Regions from separate parts of the Mus musculus genome. Here all the other regions are linked to region 2. A link is a contact called in public Hi-C and Micro-C data. All regions are on one chromosome and are shown on one strand. The core of a region is the stretch at or near the end of the contact, and the rest is flanking DNA. Distances in the headings are between cores, read along the strand shown. Region 1 has its middle 130 kb from the start of Pah. Region 2 has its middle 16 kb from the start of Gm51779. Region 3 has its middle 130 kb from the start of Gm30073. Region 4 has its middle 84 kb from the start of Pah.

Evidence for each region. A called contact is a pair of places that touch in the nucleus more often than the background predicts.
Region 1: a contact with region 2 is called in a Hi-C map of bone marrow-derived macrophages, with 27 read pairs. The contact joins two enhancer-like sites. A contact is called at or near these places in 1 of 39 promoter capture datasets (the 3T3-L1 cell line), 2 of 15 datasets of contacts at CTCF or cohesin (hippocampal excitatory neurons and large pre-B cells), 63 of 484 Hi-C or Micro-C datasets (the 3T3-L1 cell line, 3T3-L1-derived adipocytes, the AML12 cell line and 36 more), 5 of 115 datasets of contacts at active chromatin or transcription factors (SST interneurons, acute myeloid leukemia, embryonic basal ganglia and 2 more) and 1 of 9 other capture datasets (embryonic stem cells).
Region 3: a Micro-C map of palatal mesenchyme shows a contact between it and region 2, with 2.3 times the contacts expected there. The contact joins two enhancer-like sites. A contact is called at or near these places in 1 of 39 promoter capture datasets (the 3T3-L1 cell line), 43 of 484 Hi-C or Micro-C datasets (the 63-12 cell line, the Ba/F3 cell line, the C2C12 cell line and 26 more), 5 of 115 datasets of contacts at active chromatin or transcription factors (SST interneurons, acute myeloid leukemia, embryonic basal ganglia and 2 more) and 1 of 9 other capture datasets (embryonic stem cells).
Region 4: a contact with region 2 is called in a Hi-C map of uterus, with 2.0 times the contacts expected there. The contact joins two enhancer-like sites. A contact is called at or near these places in 5 of 39 promoter capture datasets (the 3T3-L1 cell line, the C10 cell line, hippocampal neurons and 1 more), 5 of 15 datasets of contacts at CTCF or cohesin (the NIH/3T3 cell line, embryonic stem cells, liver and 2 more), 76 of 484 Hi-C or Micro-C datasets (the 3T3-L1 cell line, the AML12 cell line, the AtT-20 cell line and 42 more), 6 of 115 datasets of contacts at active chromatin or transcription factors (acute myeloid leukemia, astrocytes, embryonic basal ganglia and 3 more) and 1 of 9 other capture datasets (embryonic stem cells).

Annotation. Positions count from the first base shown.
Region 1 is chr10:87,648,002-87,650,788 of GRCm38.p6, forward strand. No RefSeq gene overlaps it. Among named protein-coding and RNA genes, the nearest start is that of Pah, 130 kb to the left of the region's middle. Within about 2 kb of position 1,265, at least 6 of the 459 cell types and tissues checked have an H3K27ac peak or open chromatin away from gene starts, as enhancers often do. A contact at or near this core is called in bone marrow-derived macrophages, where this site is marked.
Region 2 is chr10:88,319,785-88,322,615 of GRCm38.p6, forward strand. It overlaps a transcript of Washc3 not described here. Among named protein-coding and RNA genes, the nearest start is that of Gm51779, 16 kb to the right of the region's middle. Within about 2 kb of position 1,482, at least 55 of the 459 cell types and tissues checked have an H3K27ac peak or open chromatin away from gene starts, as enhancers often do. A contact at or near this core is called in bone marrow-derived macrophages, palatal mesenchyme and uterus, where this site is marked.
Region 3 is chr10:87,665,227-87,668,372 of GRCm38.p6, forward strand. No RefSeq gene overlaps it. Among named protein-coding and RNA genes, the nearest start is that of Gm30073, 130 kb to the right of the region's middle. Within about 2 kb of position 1,290, at least 46 of the 459 cell types and tissues checked have an H3K27ac peak or open chromatin away from gene starts, as enhancers often do. A contact at or near this core is called in palatal mesenchyme and uterus, where this site is marked.
Region 4 is chr10:87,604,303-87,607,349 of GRCm38.p6, forward strand. No RefSeq gene overlaps it. Among named protein-coding and RNA genes, the nearest start is that of Pah, 84 kb to the left of the region's middle. Within about 2 kb of position 1,394, at least 4 of the 459 cell types and tissues checked have an H3K27ac peak or open chromatin away from gene starts, as enhancers often do. A contact at or near this core is called in uterus, where this site is marked.

The DNA.
Region 1 (2,787 bases), core at 15-2,514, 670 kb before region 2:
TGAAGAGATGGGCTCATGGAATAAGTCTTAGATAGAGTTGAACTGTGGTAGAGAAAGAAGGGGAGAACAGAGTGCAAGGGACACACGGACCCGAGAGAAGACTGTCCACCCTGCTGGAGGCGTCACATGGCTTCCTGGTGCTTTGCAGGATCCTCCAGGCCTCGGCACCACTGACAAGAAGTTTGGATTCAGTCATCATCCAGTCATTTCATTCTAAGTTTTAGCTCTACTACAGAACATGATCTCCAGTGAACAAAGCAGAAAAATCAGAGCCTATGTGTCAAGGCGTCTATCATATAGGGTCCTCGGGTAAGTGCTTTCTTCTGTTTCTGTCAATAGCAATTGCCCAGCAAGTAACATGGCATCTTTGGAGGACAGGAGAGTTCAGTGGTCAGCAGTGTCCAGGTAATAAGTTCTACACAGCTTTCCATATCTCTATGGAAGCTTTAGTAACTCTGTTACTGTGGTGGGACCAGGAGGTGGCTAGTATCACGTTGTAGAGTGTCCTTCTAGCCCATTCTCCTGTGTGGATGAAGGTATTGCAGGGTACACTTCACAGACTGCTCTGCTATATCAGAAGCATCATCTTAGGTCTTCATGTTTAAGAACCTTTCTAGTTCAGAGGGCCCATAAGACTCTTATTTTCTATATTAGATATTTTCTTTATTTACATTTTCAATGTTATCTCTTTTTCTAGTTTCCTCTCCTAAAATCCCCTATCCACTCCCCCTCCCCCTGCTCCCCAACCCACCCATTCCAGATTTCTGGCCCTGGCATTCCCTTATATATCTTGCAAGAACAAGAGCCTCTCCTCCCATTGATGACTAGGCCATCCTCTGCTACATATGCAACTAGAGACATGAGTCCCACCATGTGTTTTCTTTGATTGGTGGTTTAGTCCCAGGGAGCTCTGGGGGTACTGGTTAGTTCATATTGTTGTTCCTCCTATAGGGCTGCAAACACCTTCAGCTCCTTGGGTACTTTCTCTAGTTCCTTCAATGTGAACCCTGTGCTCTGTCCAATGGATGACCGTGAGCATCTACTTCTGTATTTGCCAGGCACTGGCAGAGCCTCTCAGGAGAGAGCTATATCAGGCTCCTGTCAGCAAATCTTGTTGGCATCTGCAATAGTGTCTGAGTTTGGTGGTTTTTTATGGGGTGGATCCCCAGGTGGGGCAGTCTTAGAGACGTTTCTCTCTTGTCTTAATCATCTCTTCTTCCAGCTGCCTTTATCATAAATGCTCCTTGAGGTCCAGGCCTTCTTGTTTTGCACACTAGAGGGTAGTGTTGAGCCTCTTTAGAAATTCCTGCACTTGGGACAGAGGGGGGAAAAATCTGATGGATTACCCTTTCTTTTTTTGTAAATCAAAGAGGGCTAAGGGCCCAACAGCTGCTTCTCTTATATAAAAACCACCCTGATGGGCAGGATTTTGCACATAATCCCTGAATCCAGAAGTTCTTGAAAGCCATAGTTCATCTTCTCTTCTAAAATGTCTCTACTTCCATACCTAAAGGACTAAGCCCTCAAGTTGCATTTCTACAGGCTTGTGACTGGAAGCAACCCGGGGAGGGGAGGAAAGAGAGAGAGAGAGAGACAGAGAGAGACAGAGAGAGACTGAGAGAGACAGAGAGACAGAGAGAGACAGAGAGAGACAGAGAGAGACAGAGAGACAGAGAGAGAGACAGAGACAGAGAGACAGAGAGACAGAGAGACAGAGACAGAGACAGACAGACAGACAGACAGACAGAGACAGGCAGGCAGGCAGGCAGACTTTCCTTGTTTTGCTCTACATGAAGTATAACGGTGGGTGAAATAGAGTGGAAACTGATAAACTCCGTTGTATACAAGCTTCTGCATGAACACAAGTGTTTCTTTAACTATACCCAACTCTAGCCATTCTGCCTCTATCTCCGGTTCAAGAGTCTGTGCAAACTCCCTTTGGATAACCTTACATGTAGGCTCACCTACAACAGTCCTAGTTTATGTCTTTTCCTGTGGCATTCATTAATAGTCTTTTCATACACTTCCGTACAAGTCCCAGCTTGATCTATCAATTACATGACAACCAAGCTCTGAGTCAAATACGTTGGATCTGGACTCCAGCTATACTGTTCACAAGCTGTGTGACCTTGGGCAAGTCATTCATTCTCTCTGGGTTTCAGTTTTGTTCTAATGTTGGTATGATCGTAAGAATGAAATTAGTCCAGTCCTACTTAAAGAATGGCTGGCACATATTTAACCCCTCAAAAGGAGCAGCAGTTGAAATGGACTCCCAGGAAGATTCACAGTGACTGGTGTGGGCAACATTGGTGTGAGAAACCATGAGAGCCGAGGGTCAATTCTATGGAGAAAGAAATCAAAAGTGGCCATTCCTCCTTGAGTGTTTACAGCAGTAAACCTAGTGTCATTGTCACCAGCAGTTTGTAAGAAATGCAGATTCCCTGGCCCAGTCCCAGGTGCTGGGAATCAGAATCTTGAGTACAGTACCCAATAAGTTCTCTATTACTCAGGTCTTCTGGGAAACTTAACATACACTACAAACATTGAGAACCACGGAATGGATGCTTGGCAGCAAACAGGCTACACTGACTGGAGACAGGTATTGTCAAATCTTTTGTCTTCTAAGAAGAGAAAGACCTGTGGAGAAGTCCTAACCAGCAACAGGAGAACCTAATTAACAGTGCAAGTTCATGGCCACCATATTCTAGAGGCCCTGAGTTAAGCGTGGCTTTCCTTGGTGAAAGCTTACCCTAGAAGTGATGAGTGCTGGCTCGAGTCCAGATGTGC
Region 2 (2,831 bases), core at 232-2,731:
CAAGATTTTCTGTTTGGAGAATCCAATCTCCCACACTATTTGCTTACATTAGCCATCTGAAGTACCTAAGGCATAATTACTTATCTATATGTTAGAAGTACTGCTATGCTATTCTGATTTGTTTTAACAGGGTCTCATTACATACCCAGCCTAGAACTCACTATCACGAGCAGGCTAACCACAAACTCATGGTCCCCCTAACTCAGCCTCCCAAGGACTAGGATTACTGTAACCGTCATTCCTGTTTTGTTTTGTTTTGTTTTTTAATTAAGTTCCAGCCTTCCCCCCTCCCCTTGCCTTTTTCCTAATATTTACAAGTGCTTGATCATATTCACCCTCTCCCCACCCCCTCATGATCCACCCCTCCCCCACTCATCCAATTATTATTATTATTATTTTTTACCCATCAAGCCCAACTTACGCAGCATATATTCTTGGGTGTGTGGCCTTCCAGTGAGGTTGCTTGACTCACCAGGGGAGCCACTCTTAAAGAAAAATGACTCTCCTTCTCCCTGCAGAGATCAATTGCCAATAGCTCCCCAGCTATGGGTGGGATTTCACATCTGCTTCCCCTCCTTTCCTTCTCTGGGCTGAGACTTAATTCTGAAGTCTTACCTTTAGGGAAAGGGGTAAAGTGAATAGATGGAGACATTGCAGAGTAAGTTGGCTTCCCAGGGCATACATAGATGCTATTGCGAGGCTTACACTGGTAATAGATTATTGATTCAAAACATTTAAGAGCAAATAGTTCAAAGAACTAGGAGCATACACGACCAAATCCCACCTACCTTAGAATTTTTTTTCTGACCATATAGTGAGCAGCAGAAGGTCACAGAACTGTCATTGGCAAGACCCCAGCTTACAGCTACAATGTCAGAACTGTATCTTGAACTGGGTATAATGGCTCACATCTGTAACCTCAGCGTTTGGAAAAAAACAGGATTGCTGCAAGTTCAAGGCTAAAAAGTTAGGTTCAGGCCAGCCTGGGTTCCAGAATTAGATCCTATTTCCTTAATGGATCTTTCCTATCAGAGAGCAGCAATCCACTTCTAATGAAAAAGTACAGAGGTGGAACCCGCTCGGGGTTGGAGGAGCATACCAAATTGCTTGCTGAGAGGGAGTGCCTATGTCACAGGCTTCCCAAGGCACCTCTGGGCAAGCACCCTGGCCTCAGCCTCATAGAGTGCCAGTATCTGCTTCCAGCCTTTGCAAGCATCGACCTTGGAGGTCGCTGCCATCTCCAATACAAGCTTGGGGTTCTGTTGCCCTTCGTTTTAGAATATGAATCTGCTGGGGGTGACCAAGGGGAGCCAGCAGCTTCCCCTCCGGGGCCCCAGTGCGGTTGCTCTCTTGTGCAATCGACATGAGGCAGATGCATGACATTCTGGACTTGAGAATGTGGGGTATTCAGAGCCAGACCAAGCGTATGTGTGTGGGTAGACAGCTGGCTTTACCAGCTTGCCAGAATCAGGGAGAGGGAGAGGATCGGAGACCACTTATCTCCCTCCCACCCCACCCCCCTCATTCCAAGCTTAAACACCAGACCAGTATGTCTCCAAGCAAGACAGAAAAGAAGGGGGGAGGGGGGAGAACACGGGACAACGCCACATGTAAGGGATGTTAGGAAACCCAAACACAGTTCGGCACTGATGTACTTAATTTGGTTTATAAAATGCAATTTGCAATTTCTGTGGAATCCTCTGTTAGTGTTAAAAGGGAAAACAAAGGGGGTCAGTTGAATAGGATCAGGAAAACAGAGTCGGGACTGGAAGCTGTCGCCATCATCTGACTGGAGTCTGTCACCATCAGGCTGGAGACTGCTCGCAGGTCTCTGGACAACTCTGTTAGTTTCCTCATCTGAAAAATGTGATCACTGCCTAGTCAACTTTACAGAGGTTGGATAGAAACGTAGGAGCCTCAGCTTACATGTTAACAAAAGGCATATGTGTTACTGAAATGACTTATTTTTGATCTGAAAGATTACTAGTGAGTATAGCTTGGTTTGCTCTCAAAACAACTTGGGCCTTTGTTTACCTGTCCACGGCCTGCTTGCTACAACCTTTCTCCAGAGGAGACCTTTACCCAGCATCAACCCACAGATTTTGGACGATGCTGACTGAGCCTTTTTTTAGACATGTAACCAATCAGAGCAGACCCGACAGCCACATGACCTGAGCCAACCAATCAGGGAGCGAAGTTTCAAGTCTGACCATTTTGGTGGAACTACTGTTTATTAGAGGTTGTTATTCTCTCTCCTCTCTGGAACAGGCTGCGGACTTAAGAGTTCTAGAAGCTTCCTCACTCCTCCAGAGGAAAGGCTGCCTAAAAACAGTAATCAGGAAGAAAACAGGGCAGCAGATGAAGTCCCGGTAGCACCCTTTGGTCCTGCAGTCCCTAACATCAGTTCTGCACCTGAGATCTGATGCTCTGGTCGTTGGGCAGAAGTGGATTTCTGAAGCCTGTACCCCCAGGAGTCTTGACTGATACAAAATTCTGAAACAGTCTGAGAATCCACAAAGATGAGCCGATCCTGTCCACATACAACACTGCGTGAACTAAGAAAAGACAAGGATTAAGCCACATCTTTATTTGTGTGTGTCTATCTCTGTGTATCTGGGGTGTACACATATGTGTGCATGCAAAGGCCAGAGGGTATCAGGTGTCAGCTTCTTATCACACTGTCTTATTTCCTAGGAACAGGACCTCTCCCTGAACCCGATGCTCTCTTGTTTCTCTGCGAGGCTGCCTGACTAGCTGGCCACGGGGATCCTCCCGACTCCCGGTCCCCTCTCAGCACTGGGGTGGCAGGGTCCATTGACACATTCGGCTTT
Region 3 (3,146 bases), core at 40-2,539, 650 kb before region 2:
TGACCTCTTTCTGAAGGCCAAGAAATCATCTACTTTCTACTCTCTGATTTTCCAGCAATCACCATGCTTTGTAGACGTAGCCAGGGTAGATCCTCAAATAAAGATTTTTGTAAAAACAGGATATCAAGGAACATTTCTGCTTTGCTACAAACATAATTCTGAAAGTCACTGTGATATGCACATATGCCTGAAAACCATGAAGCAGGAGGCAATTGTATGTATATTCTCCACATTGCCCCTGTCAGGGTCTAGAACACCATTTTCCAGTTGAGCTATGAGCAGAATAAAAATAATCTCTCTCTCTGCTACCAAACATAGTAGCCACAAGCTCCATGCAGCTACTGACTAAAGAATTTATTTTAATTTAATTTTGACACATCATGACTGGTCATTGCTTATAGTGAAATGACACAGCAGATTGCAGATATAATTCCTGCGTATACATGTTTGTACTGGTGTATCTGAATCGTATGTGAGGATGTGTGTATGTGTGGATATAAGTGTTGATGTCTGAAGACAACTTGGGTGTCATTCCTTGGGCTCTTATCTTTTGGAGGAAGCAGACTCTGTCACTGGCATTGAGTTTGTTAAATAGCCTAGGCTTGTTGGTCGTTGAGTTTCAGATTTCCACGACTCCAAACCTCTAGCACTGGGATTACAAGTGCATTATCACCACACCTGGCTTTTAATATGCAGGTTCCAGAGATTGAATTCAGGTCCTTATGCATTCGAGTGAAAAACACTTTATCATTGGGGTTATCTTCCTGTAGGATATAATTCCCCAAGACAAGAGATAGATCTTCTAACCTTGTCAAAGCGAGGCATGCATGCTCAACTTCTGATCTGATAAATGAGAGCAGCATCTCCGAGATGCGTTGGATCTCAGAGCTAGTAAGGGCATGTGGCTGGGAAGTGATTTATTCTGCTCTTTCTATGATGCTACACCCAGTAGCTTTTCCTTCCTAATGAACGGAATGGCACTATGCTGCCGTGTGATCCTACTCATCTGAAACACAGCAGAGCAGTAATTAACTGCCTGATTTGCAAGTAAAATCTTCATAACCCCTTCTCTCCAGCAAACAAGAAATCTGGCTCTTTTGTCTATGGAAATGGCCTGCTATTTCTTTGCCCCTGAGACATTGGGCCATGACCTCAGAAGAACTGTCCCATATCACAACAAGCTGGTACTTTAGGGCGGCCTCCCATTTCTTCCAGCCAACTTATACCAAAGCGATTTCCCAACACATGTTTATAGATGTGCTCTCCTGAGCTCCACACACAGAGAACCGTTTTCCTTTTGAACAGCTTGTATGGTTACATCTTGTAGTAATTTATCTGTGTGCTGCCTGCCAACTGCTTTGGAGGGAAAACATGTTTGATGCATAACAATAGATCATTTGGGGATAAATCAAATCCTTAATGAAGTCTTGCTTCTCTGCAGCCAGGCCTCTCGCTCAGAGGAGCCTCTCTGGGGCTGTAGTGGCTTAGGAAAGGGAATGTGGGTGCCCCATTCTGTGAAACAAGTAAATTCAGAGACTTGGTTTTCTCCAAGACAAGACTAACAACAGAGCATCCCTGGGGCCCTTCCTCACGGAGGCCGACTGAAACCACTGATGTTGGATTGGAGTCTAGAGCCTGGAGGCTGTTCAGATTAGACCTATGTTTGGAAGAAATGAGAGATCTCTTTTGCCCAAAGCCTCACACTTTCCTTGGAGGGACTCCATGGCCGCCCACACACCCTTGTCTTTCCCAGTTCCTCTAGAGAAAAAGGAAAGTTACAAGGAGATAGAAAGTAAGAAGAGAGGAGAAGAAAGAGAAGGAGAAGACTAGAACCCACAGTCTAAAAGAAAGTAGGGGAGAGGTGTGAGAGAACAGAGGGAAGGCCTTAAGCAAGAAGGATGGGAGGAAGCAAACCAAGCTAGATACCAGCTAAAGCCATATGTACCATAAACACTGTGACTCTGGTTGAACACTTGCCATACACGACATGCCAAGTGCCAGACACCACATGCCAGACTCCTAGGAACCACGTGATATCCAGAGACCTTAAGAAAGCAGTGGCTGGATCCCTGCAAACCTCTTGTGCTGAGACTATGCACCACACAGGTGCTACTAAGGACGATACTCATCTCTTTTCTAAGCACTTCACTCCGAATATCTAGAAGGCCTGAAGTGGAAGGCTGAAAAGGGGGATGGGGGCTGGTGGTGAGGTGGGGGTAGGAAGGCACCATGAGAGAGTCAGAATAACTGATATAAAAATGTTTAATCATATCAGCCTGTCCTCATCTGAGGACATGCATCACCCATAGACATGCTAAAATGCCAAGTAAAACACAGATTATGCTTTGAGCCTGCACTCATGAACTCCCCATGGGAGCCTTGCAGGGGCTGGTATATGTTTTTTGCTGAATTGGGGGTACATTTGAAGCTAAGTTCTGAGATTGTTTTCTAAGGAGAAGAATGAGCTGTGCAAGTGATTTTTCTTGAGTGACTGAGGAACTCTTTCATCAAGTGCTCACCCCCCCCCCCCCCCCCCAGTCTTCTCTGGCTCCCTCTGCCTCCAGGACCAAGTCCAAACCCTCTGTCCTGAAATCCAAGGCCTTCCACAGGCTGGCTCCAGACAGCCTTATCAACAGTGTTTTTCCACCACTCTGCTGCGAGCGATCAATCCCGTGGAGTTCGTTCGTAAGCTTGAAGCCCCTCTCCCCAGACTCCGCAGCTTTTGGAAAGGGGGTCCTGAATCTATAGATTTCTTTTTTAAACTAAGAGGTTCTTGTTCCTCCCACCATCTGTTAAATCTTAGGTTAAAAACAGAAAGGGGTGGGGTTAGCATTGAAGCCCCGCTGCAAGCAAGCTTCGTGGGAACGATTCCAGATTCATGTTGACAACTTCCGTGTCCACCTTTATCCTTCCCACTGTTGGAGAGAGGCGCCTCCCATTCTAGGGGGGGGGGGGGGGGCGCGACAATAAGATGGCTCTGGTGAGTGTGCCTAGAACCGGGTGGAGAGGACTACTGTCACTCTCCCATTGGTCATCCAGTCCCCTTCTCTCCAGTTTTGTCTGTTTCCTCTTTTCATACACATCAACAGTGTCACCATTTGTCCATGACTCCATGTAAATTTCTCTCTCTTATCATTCCTTCTCAT
Region 4 (3,047 bases), core at 144-2,643, 720 kb before region 2:
TCATCACAAGTTTAACCAAGTCTGTCAAACTCCGCTGTGACATGTTTCCTCTGAACATTTAGGCTGAATTTTGTTTTCTCAATTATGAAGCTATCTCAGAAAACATACTTTGGGGGAATCTATACACAATGATTTGATAAATTCATATTTAGTCTCTATAATAGTGTTTGGCATCATTATGAACCTTGGGGCTGGAGAAATGGCTCAGCACTTATGAGCACTCTCTGATTTTGCAAAGGACCTAGTTGGGTCCCAACACCCACTTAGTGGGTCCCAACTATACAGCTCCAATTTTGGCAGATCTGATGGCCCCTTCTGGCTTCCACGGGCTTCTGCATGCACATGATACACATAAACATAGGCAGGCACATATGCATACATATAAAAACTACTTAACAACAAAAAGTAATTTCATCATAGTAATTCTAATTAGGGGAGATTTGATATAAAAGCACAGCAGCTGAGAGAGAGAAGGGGGGGAGAGAGGCACACAATATATAATTATGTCAGGTAACAAGAAAAGGAAGAAAGGGAAAGGTATGGAGGGGAAAATACCAAAAGGATGCTCTTCATATCGACCTCGAGCAGGGATGACTGAAGAACCGACCTCGAGCAGGGATGACTGAAGAACCGAGATGAGATTTGAGTAGACAGTCATAGGAAAGGAAGGGCATGACCAATGTAGATGTCTGAGAAAAGAACATTCTGCATAAAGGAAGCTGCTGGACCCAGTGTCCACTGAGGCTGGCTGTTTTGTATCCCACACACATCATGGATGCTTGCTGAATTAATGAATACAGGTGTTTTCCCTGACATTTGAGAAAATTGGGTTTTCTTAGTATTAAGTTATGGGTCCAGGGCCACCCAGCAAGCAAAGAAGCAGAGCTGAAAGGTGAGCCCTACTCATGATTTTTATTCGGATCTCATACTCTTCCAATCGTTACTCATTTTTAGGAGGCATCAGGAACTCCCACAGTTGATTTATATCTGATCTCTGCTTCCTCCAATCTCAGACTCCTTCCTCCAGCCCTGTACACTTAATAGCAGCTATAAGTTCTAGAATTTAATGCAAATCCTACCAGACAACTTGGTATCAGTGGCCCAATTCTCAGAAAAAAATTGGAGAACTCAAATATTTCTACATGTGGAAGCACTTGGAAGAATTGAACTATTCTTTAATGTGTTGTGGGTAAGGCCATCCTGCCTCTGACATTCTGCTGCCGCCGAATTCATTTCTGTCTTTGTGAGGAGTAATTGATTTGGGGTGAGGGGTGTCAGGTTTGCCCTCCCTGAAGAAGAAAATGTGCAGAATGGAAAGGCAGCCATTCCCCAGAGCTGGCCACCGCCTCCTTAGCAACAACAGCCCGTGTACACACTTACACGCAAACACTGCACCAAAACAAGCAGAGGTCACTGTCTGTGGGCACTTCCAAGAATGATCTCAATTTTTCATAAAACAATGTTTATAAATTAGATGGAGCCCCAGAGCAGTCCGGGAATAGAAATAACCATTTTTACGAGGCTTCCTGCCATTACATTATTGCTTGTTTGCTTGGAATGAGCAAAATACAGTGTGCAGTCGACCTCTTCCTGAGCCAAGCAAAGATCTTCTTACAAAGCCCCCAGGCAAGTAAGCCTCAGTTGGGATATGTCCTGGGTACCAACAGGGATGTTCATTCTGGCTCCTTTGACTGCAATCATCATAGCTCCAGGTCCTATTGTCCCCTTTACCTTTCCTTTCCAGCCCCTCACAAATTCCCGAGTTAGCACAAGCAAAACCGAGGTGATTTTTAAATGTCGAGTGAAGTTGAACCTACTGCAGGATTGAATCAACACGATGAGTGAATAGTCTGACTCCAGCACAGATCTGCACACCTTTTTACGTTCCTGAGTCCCTGCTACATGGAAGGCTCTCTGATACATGGAAGGACACTGAAGGCATGGCTACATTTTCCTACCCAACTCCCTATTCTTACAGCTTTTCCTTATTTCCCTAGAGCCATTTATGCTGCTTGCTGTAGCCTTTGACAAAGGATGATTTTAGCCTTCATCCCATATCACTCTTTCCACCCATAATCCCTCCCACCATCCCAGTCCCCTGAATACATCGCTGACATGCTCTCTTCCACCTTCCATTTCCCGTGTGTGCACACCTTACTGGCAGATTGCAGATTTGTACTGTAACCTAGATTACATTCGGATATTGCTGGAGGCAAAGGGATTGAGGACTCTTGGTTCACCGGATCAAAGTGAGAGCAGATATCCCCAAACAAAACAAAACAAGATCTAGCATTGTGATGATCACCACTGTGTAGGCACAGAGTATCTGGAAAAGAAAGGGATGTTCCAGTTTGCTTTCTATGGCTGTGATTAAAGGTCATGGCCAAAAGCTACTTGGGGAGGAAAAGGTTTATTTAACTTTACATCTTACAGTCCATTATGAGGGGTAGTCAGGGCAGAAATTTAAGGCAGAATCCAGAAGGCAGGAACTGAAGCAGAGGCCAGAGACAAGTGCTACTGACTGACTGTACTATATACTACTGAATCCCCAGAGAGTATCCGGAGAGGACCTGCAGAGACTACTGGCTAAGATTGTTTTTAAAAACTTGGTCCTACCCTAAGCAGGGTTCTAGAGACTTAATTCACCTTATTCTCTGCCATATTTGTCATCTCCAATGTTCTTTTTGCTCCACACCCCTCAGCCTGTAATACCCTGAATATTACGTAGTAGCAGTGCTCAGATAAACATGGGGGTCTTCATGGAACAAGCGACTACAAGTAGGAAAACTGGATGTCTTCCTTTTCATAAGTGACTCCTGCTGGTGCCTCATGGAAGAATATATACTTGAATTTGTAAGGCTCATTCATGTTCACAGCCTTGAGATAACTTGGTCTGGGTTATGGCTTTTATGTAAGGTTGATGCACAGTTTTTGACAAGATAATTTTTTCGTTTCTTCATCTCTAGGGGGGAATGCTGTTGGGCTATGATGTTTTTATTCCCAGTTGCGACATTCCAGTATTTGATCCTAAACATGTTATCTTAATT